2 separate regions of the Rattus norvegicus genome follow, and region 1 is linked to region 2. Evidence: chromatin contacts called from public HiChIP or PLAC-seq data. All regions are on one chromosome and are shown on one strand. Each heading gives the region's core, a stretch centred on a gene start, on an enhancer-like site or on the middle of the called end of the contact. The rest is flanking DNA. Distances are from core to core; before and after follow the strand shown. Region 1 holds the start of Fbrs (fibrosin). Region 2 holds the start of Dctpp1 (dCTP pyrophosphatase 1).

Region 1 (2,966 bases), core at 405-2,904, 210 kb before region 2:
GTGTCTTAAGTCCTCCGGCTGAAAGAGGCCACCCCTTTAAAGAGTCCAGAGGCCTTCAAACAGCGAGCTGTTCCTTTGAAGAGATCGTAGTTAAGTTTCTAGCTCTTCACAAGCTGTCACTTCCCCTTTAAGATGAATTTAATGAACTTCTTGCGTGGGACAGGAGGTAGGAAAACTCCGCTTGTCCCAATTCTTCCAACAGGAGTTGTTTGTCAGCTTCGGCTGCTTTCCCCTTTAAGGCTGGCGTTGGAGTCGGCCGAGTTCGGTACCCACCCCTTTAAGGAGATTTAAAGAGGTCTACGCCTCTTGTAGCCTTGAAAGGTGCAAGGGGGCGGAGCCTGCCTTCCAAAGTCCCGGATGTGAGGCAACGGTGACGGATAGAGCTTCTCTCTCTGTCCTCCGACATAAAAGACTCTTCCTCCTTTCCTCCGTTCCTAACTGGCTTGTATATAGAAGGATCCGGAAAGGCCGCTGGGCAGCGAGGAACTCCACCGTATCCTCCTGTTGTCTTCTTGGGAGTCTTCGGCCTCTTCCCCACCAGAACTTCCCTGCCCCTCCTCCCTCTTCCTTCTCAGCCAACGCCTCCTTCCTCTCTCCGCCTCCTTCCCCCCCCCTCCGAGACTCAGGCGTTTATAGGTTGGCAAGTATACGTCAATGCAAAGGGCGGAGTCAAAGTCGCGGAAGTGCCGGATGTAACCGCCTTCAAATCTTGGATTGGGTTGTCAGGTTAGCCCCGCCCTCCCCAGGTCTTGTGACTGGACTGGTCCGAACTAGGTGTTTGGAGTGATCCCTTAGGCCACCCGCCTCTTCCTGCTCTTCGTTTATTGGCCATCTACTGACGGCGACAGGCGAGGCACTGGGAGGTGGTGCCTGGAGTAAGAGGAGGCGGACCACTGGTAGGCGTTAGGCTGTCCTAGGTGCGCTTCTGTGATGTGTAGGGTCTGCCTTTTGCCAGTTGGTATTTTGCGCAAGCGCAGGGCGCTAACGCCTTCTGCCCATCTTTGGGCGGATTGGTCAACGGTAGCGTCGGAGCATACCTAGTCAGCGGTAGGGCGGAGACCAAGCTCTTGTTCCTGCGGGGTTGGAGCGGTGGCCTTCACTTCCAGTGCTCAACAATAATAAACACTTTGCACTCGAGTGCGGATTACTCTCTCGCATTAATTCATTTGGTAATGAGTTCCGAGGTAAATATTTGCTATTCGATCCATTTTACTAAGGGTATCTGCTGTCAAACTGCCAGGATTCTAACTCCAGAGTGAAGGGCCTAGCCACTGTGCTACCTTCTGCAGCGCTTACGTTATACCGCTCTGATCTCTGATTTTTTAAAATGTATTATTATTGTGTAGGCATGAAATATGTGGAGGTGCGAGTGCCATTACATGCATGCTGAGACCAGAGGACAACTTTGTGGCGTTTTCAACATTTTCCTGGGTGTTGGGGATCGACTTCTGGTTACTATGCTCATCAGCTGAGCCACCTCACAGTCCCTGGCTGTTAATGTGGATGTTTCCTTGACAAACCTTGTTTTCTGGTTTATATAATAAGGTGATAAAATTCCCTAATAGGGCTTATGCTGGTCAAATATCTATGATAGATTGTCCTAAGTGGGTGATTACGGCATTTGGGAAGAATTAAAGACCATCTTGATCAAGGCCTTAATCTGGTCCAAAGCCTTTTACTTTCTATGATATAAATGAGTTGTGTATCCTTGGCATACCCGTATCACCCCATAAAAGAGTTCCCAAGAGTGTTATCTCTGAATTAGGGATGTAGCTCAGAGATAGTATATACAAGATTCTAGGTTTGATCCCCCAGCACTGCCAGGAGATGAGAGTGGGGTGGGCAATCTCCAGTGACCACTCCATTTCCTTTTTTTGCAACCCTTTTTTCTGATACTGCCCCCCACCTCTACTCCTTGGGTGAACAACATAAAAACATCAGCTAGTATAACTAATTGATCTCAAACTCTGCTGGAGACACAAAGGAGTCAGAAACATATATTGAAAACTTTATAGAAATATAGAGAAAAAAATACAATTGATTCAGAGATTTCTCCCCTCCCTAAAGGACGGATGGACAAACAGTTGGAGCTCCTAGAGGTGACAAGGGTGTTCCCTGTCTATCTCCTCCTCTAGGAGCAAGGCATCTAGCTCCTTCAGTCGTTCTTGCAGTAGAGATCCCACATCCTGGCTGGGTGCCAGATTGGGAGTAAGGGTTCTGCTGGCTGCAGTTCGGACCCCTCGTGATGGTCGCCGGGATCGAGGAAGGCTACTGTCCCGAAACTCTACTGCCCTTCGGAGCTTCCTAGAGCTGGTAAAAATCAGAGTTCCATTGCGCTCCTGTGGTTCCTCAAAGATGGTCTCAAAGGTCCTGGGTCAGGCAGAGAGAATCGATCTTTAGCAGGATTCTCCTCCCTGGTTCAAACAGCCCTCTCCTGCCCTCAGACCTTCCAAGTTCCTCACCTTCTGGCTGTGGGTGATTGGTAATTCTTATTGGTATAAATTTCTTCCAATGTGAACTCCTTCTTATTCAACCTGGAAACAGAGCAAAGGCACTGACTGGAAAGGCATAGGCAATACCTATGGGCTGATGAGAATTTTGGTTTCTGGGCCAGTCAGAAATGATAGTTGAAGTTCTAAGCACAAGCCATGTCCATGCCAAATTTAATCTTCCAGGTTCCTATGCTTCCTGAGAGGAGATAAAGCTATACTTCAGGAATGGGAATATTACCTGGTTGGTCAAGGGAGCTTCCTTCTATCTGAGCCTCTTACCTGATTGGTCGAGGCAGCCCCATTGGTGTAAGGTTTGGTTGTAGACGGACAGGTGTCCTCCGTATTCTGAATCTAGAAACCTTCCCCAGGGTCTGCAAAAATTGGGCAGAGGGTGAAAGAAAGGCATGGGCTGAGGCCTCAGCTGGCTCCTGTATCTATTCATTCATTACCTTCTTCTCTGGATCAGAAACCACC
Region 2 (3,224 bases), core at 126-2,625:
GGCTCCAAAGATAAGACCACCTGCTCTTGTAGAGGACCACAGTTTTTTGGTTTTTTTTTTTTTTTTTGGTTTTTTTTTTGTTGTTGTTGTTGTTTTTGGTTCTTTTTTTTCGGAGCTGGGGACCGAACCCAGGGCCTTGCGCTTCCTAGGCAAGCGCTCTACCACTGAGCTAAATCCCCAACCCCAGGACCACAGTTTTATTCCCAGTTCCCACTGGCATTTCACAGTGTCTGTAACTTCAGTTCCAGGATCTAACATCTTCTTCTGGATGCCCTGGGTACCAGGCACACAAGTGGTACAAAGACATACTTGGAAACACACACACACACACACACACACACACACACACACACACACACACACACAGAGCAGGGGGGTAAGGGAGGGAGAAAGAGACAGAGAGAAGGGGGAGTGAGAGAGAGAGAGAATAAAAAACAAGTCTTTTAAAAAGTCTTTAAAATTCGGTCCCCAGCTCCAAAAATAGAACCAAAAAAAAAAAAAAAAAATCTTTAAAAGGGGCTGGAGAGATGGCTCAGTGGTTAAGAGCACCGACTGCTCTTCCTAGAGGTCCTGAGTTCAATTCCCAGCAACCACATGGTGGCTCACAACCATCTGTAATGGGATCCTGTGCCTTCTTCTGGTGTGTCTAAAGACAGCTACAGGGTACTCAAACAAAATAAAACAAATCTTTTAAAAAATGCTTCAAAAACTAGCCTATGTAAACGAGTTTGGTGTCCTCTTGTGCATTGTGTAAGGCTGTTATAGTCACCCATGGGGCAGCGGCCATACCCTATCTACCTGCCACCAATTGCGGTGTCATGTATTCTATGCTGTAGGTAAAGAGGAGGAATGTCTTCCTCTCCCTGTAGGACAAGGATGGATCAATTGCTTCCAATCATTGGAATCCACTGGGGTAGGACGCTGAAATGGGTTACAAAGCCTGGATTCTCCTCCTCTCTAGAAGCCTGCACTTTTTCTCATCAACCTTTTTCAAATTGTGTGAAGACTGGAACCTTAAACAGCGTAACTAAGTGACCACGCACAAACTGTAGGGTTTTTGCTCTGAGTGGACCCGCCTCCTCCGCGTCTGCTATTTCACTTTGGCGCCATCTGGCGCCCATTAAGCAAACAACGTCACATTAGGCTTCTGTTCTGTCTCTTTCCCAGATTGATTTCGTACCTTTCCCTTTAAGAGTTTCGCCTGGGCGAAAGAACTCGAGGGCACCGAAAATACACTTGAAACTCCCTTCAGATTGGTCTAGGCCGGAGAAGAGGCGGTGCGTAGCAAAAATCCGTCTATATGATTGGGTCCCCCTCCGGCTCCGCCCCGGGGACGCAACAGAGAAACCGTGATTGGTCGGAACCCTAGAGGCGGCTCTGAACGTGGCGCGGAGTTTGCTCCCGCGCGGCTGGGACTGGTGGGCGGAATGTCCCAAGCTGGTACCGGTGTGTGCGGTAATGGGGGGCAAGAAGACTCTGCTGCTGCCGGCCCGTTCAGCTTCAGCCCAGAGCCCACGCTTGAGGACATGTAAGCAGTCCTTGTCCAGCCTCGGTTGGAGATACTGACCTTTTTGTTGTAGTGGGGAGGGTCCCTCCACGTGGTCCACAAGAAGAACAACATACCCATGTCCACCCAGGCCCTCCTGGCAGTTCTTTGGAGAGCCCAGCCAAACCTTATGTGTACAGTGCGCACTTGAAGCCAGGGAAATTGGGTGACGCCCCTGGGCATGTTAGTACCAATTTTTAGTACAACCTTGGAGAGGTTACAGAGGTCGGATAGTACCTCTGCACCCTAGGAGTGATGGGCAGTTGAACAGGGGAAGCTGAAGCATAGAAATGTTTTATTTTTTTTTTTTCCTTGCAGAATGTCAAGGAAGGCCTCAGTGGGCAATGTCTCAAAATTACATCCTGTGATTTAGTTAGACCTAGGTGTGCGGGAATAGGGGCGTTAAGGTTGAGTACCAGAAGAACTAGCAGTAAAAAAAAAAATGGAATAATAAAGGGTGTTGTTGCTAAATTTGACTTGAGGGTAAAATCTGTACAGGGGCACGTTTATTTCCTGACAATAAGAAAGTCTTATTAAAAGGTAGAAACTTGGGGCTGGAGAGATGGCTCAGTGGTTAAGAGCACTGGTTGCTCTTCCAGAGGTCCTGAGTTCATTTCCCAGCACCCACATGGTGGCTCACAACCATCTGCAATGGGATCCGATGTCCTCTCCTGGTGTGTCTGAAGACAGCTACAGTGCACTCACATAAAATACATAAATCTTTAAAAAAAAAAAAAAGGTAGTAACTTAAGGACATCCAAGAAATCGACTGTTAAAATTCCTAGGCCTGTGTCCTTATAGGTGTATGCTGGGTACCTGCATCTTGTCCTCTAACCCTGAGACTTGAACCTCCACTCCTTTATTTCAGCCGACGCCTCCATGCAGAGTTTGCTGCTGAGCGGGACTGGGAACAGTTCCACCAGCCTCGGAACCTGCTCCTAGCCTTGGTGGGAGAAGTGGGCGAGCTGGCAGAACTCTTGTGAGTAGATGGGAGGCTTCCTGGAAGAGGCTGTTTTGGGGGTGGAGAGAGAATGTATTTGAGCCTCAAAAACTGGGGTTTGTTTTATTTTCCTTACAGCTGTATTCTGTGCTGCTGCTGAAGTCACAAGGGCCACAGTCCCTGTAGGGTGCCAGGAAGTTTCCAGGGAGAGAATGAAAGTGTAGAACAGTGAGGTAGACTGAGGTCTAAGAACAGTCAGCAGGGCTGTAGTGGTGCAGCATGAGTCAGGCAGGCAGTGGATATGTAAGTTTGAGGCCAGCCTGCTCTACAGCGGATTTCAAGATGCTGGGGCTATGCAGAGAAACCCTGTCTCAAAGGAAAAAGAGTGAGTGTGTGTGTGTTGGGGGTGGCAGACAGTTGTCACAAGCATTTTACCTCTGTGTAGAGCTGAAATAAGGAATTTTAAAAGGTAGCCTGCCAGACAGGGAACTTCCTTTGCAGAGGCAGTGGGGCTGCTGAGATTTCTCAGGGCTTAAGAGCACTTCCTGCCCTTGCAGAAGTGCGAGTTCAGTTCCCAGCACCCCTGTGCCAGGTTACAACCTCCTATAACTCCAGTTTCACGGGATCCCACACTCTCTTCTGGCCGTGGAGGCTCTGCATATACATAGTGCCCATACAAACAGGCACTTACATCTATCTGCAGAATAAATAAATCTGTCCTTTAAAAAGTAGTAGTGA

What was found. HiChIP or PLAC-seq counts read pairs in DNA pulled down with a chosen protein or histone mark.
Region 1: a contact with region 2 is called in an H3K27ac HiChIP or PLAC-seq map of oligodendrocytes, with 7 times the contacts expected there. The contact joins the promoter of Fbrs here to the promoter of Dctpp1 in region 2. A contact is called at or near these places in 3 of 12 Hi-C or Micro-C datasets (Schwann cells, frontal cortex and liver) and 1 of 1 datasets of contacts at active chromatin or transcription factors (oligodendrocytes).

Annotation. Positions count from the first base shown.
Region 1 is chr1:191,518,836-191,521,801 of GRCr8, reverse strand. Fbrs (fibrosin) reads right to left here and starts at 1,654. Exons shown (of 17, transcript XM_006230374.4): 1 at 1-1,654. It overlaps Prr14 (proline rich 14), which reads right to left. Exons shown (of 12, transcript NM_001401701.1): 9 at 2,942-2,966; 10 at 2,772-2,863; 11 at 2,463-2,534; 12 at 1,997-2,370. The coding sequence ends at 2,094.
Region 2 is chr1:191,309,477-191,312,700 of GRCr8, reverse strand. Dctpp1 (dCTP pyrophosphatase 1) reads left to right here and starts at 1,375. Exons shown (of 3, transcript NM_138892.1): 1 at 1,375-1,528; 2 at 2,415-2,525. The coding sequence starts at 1,428.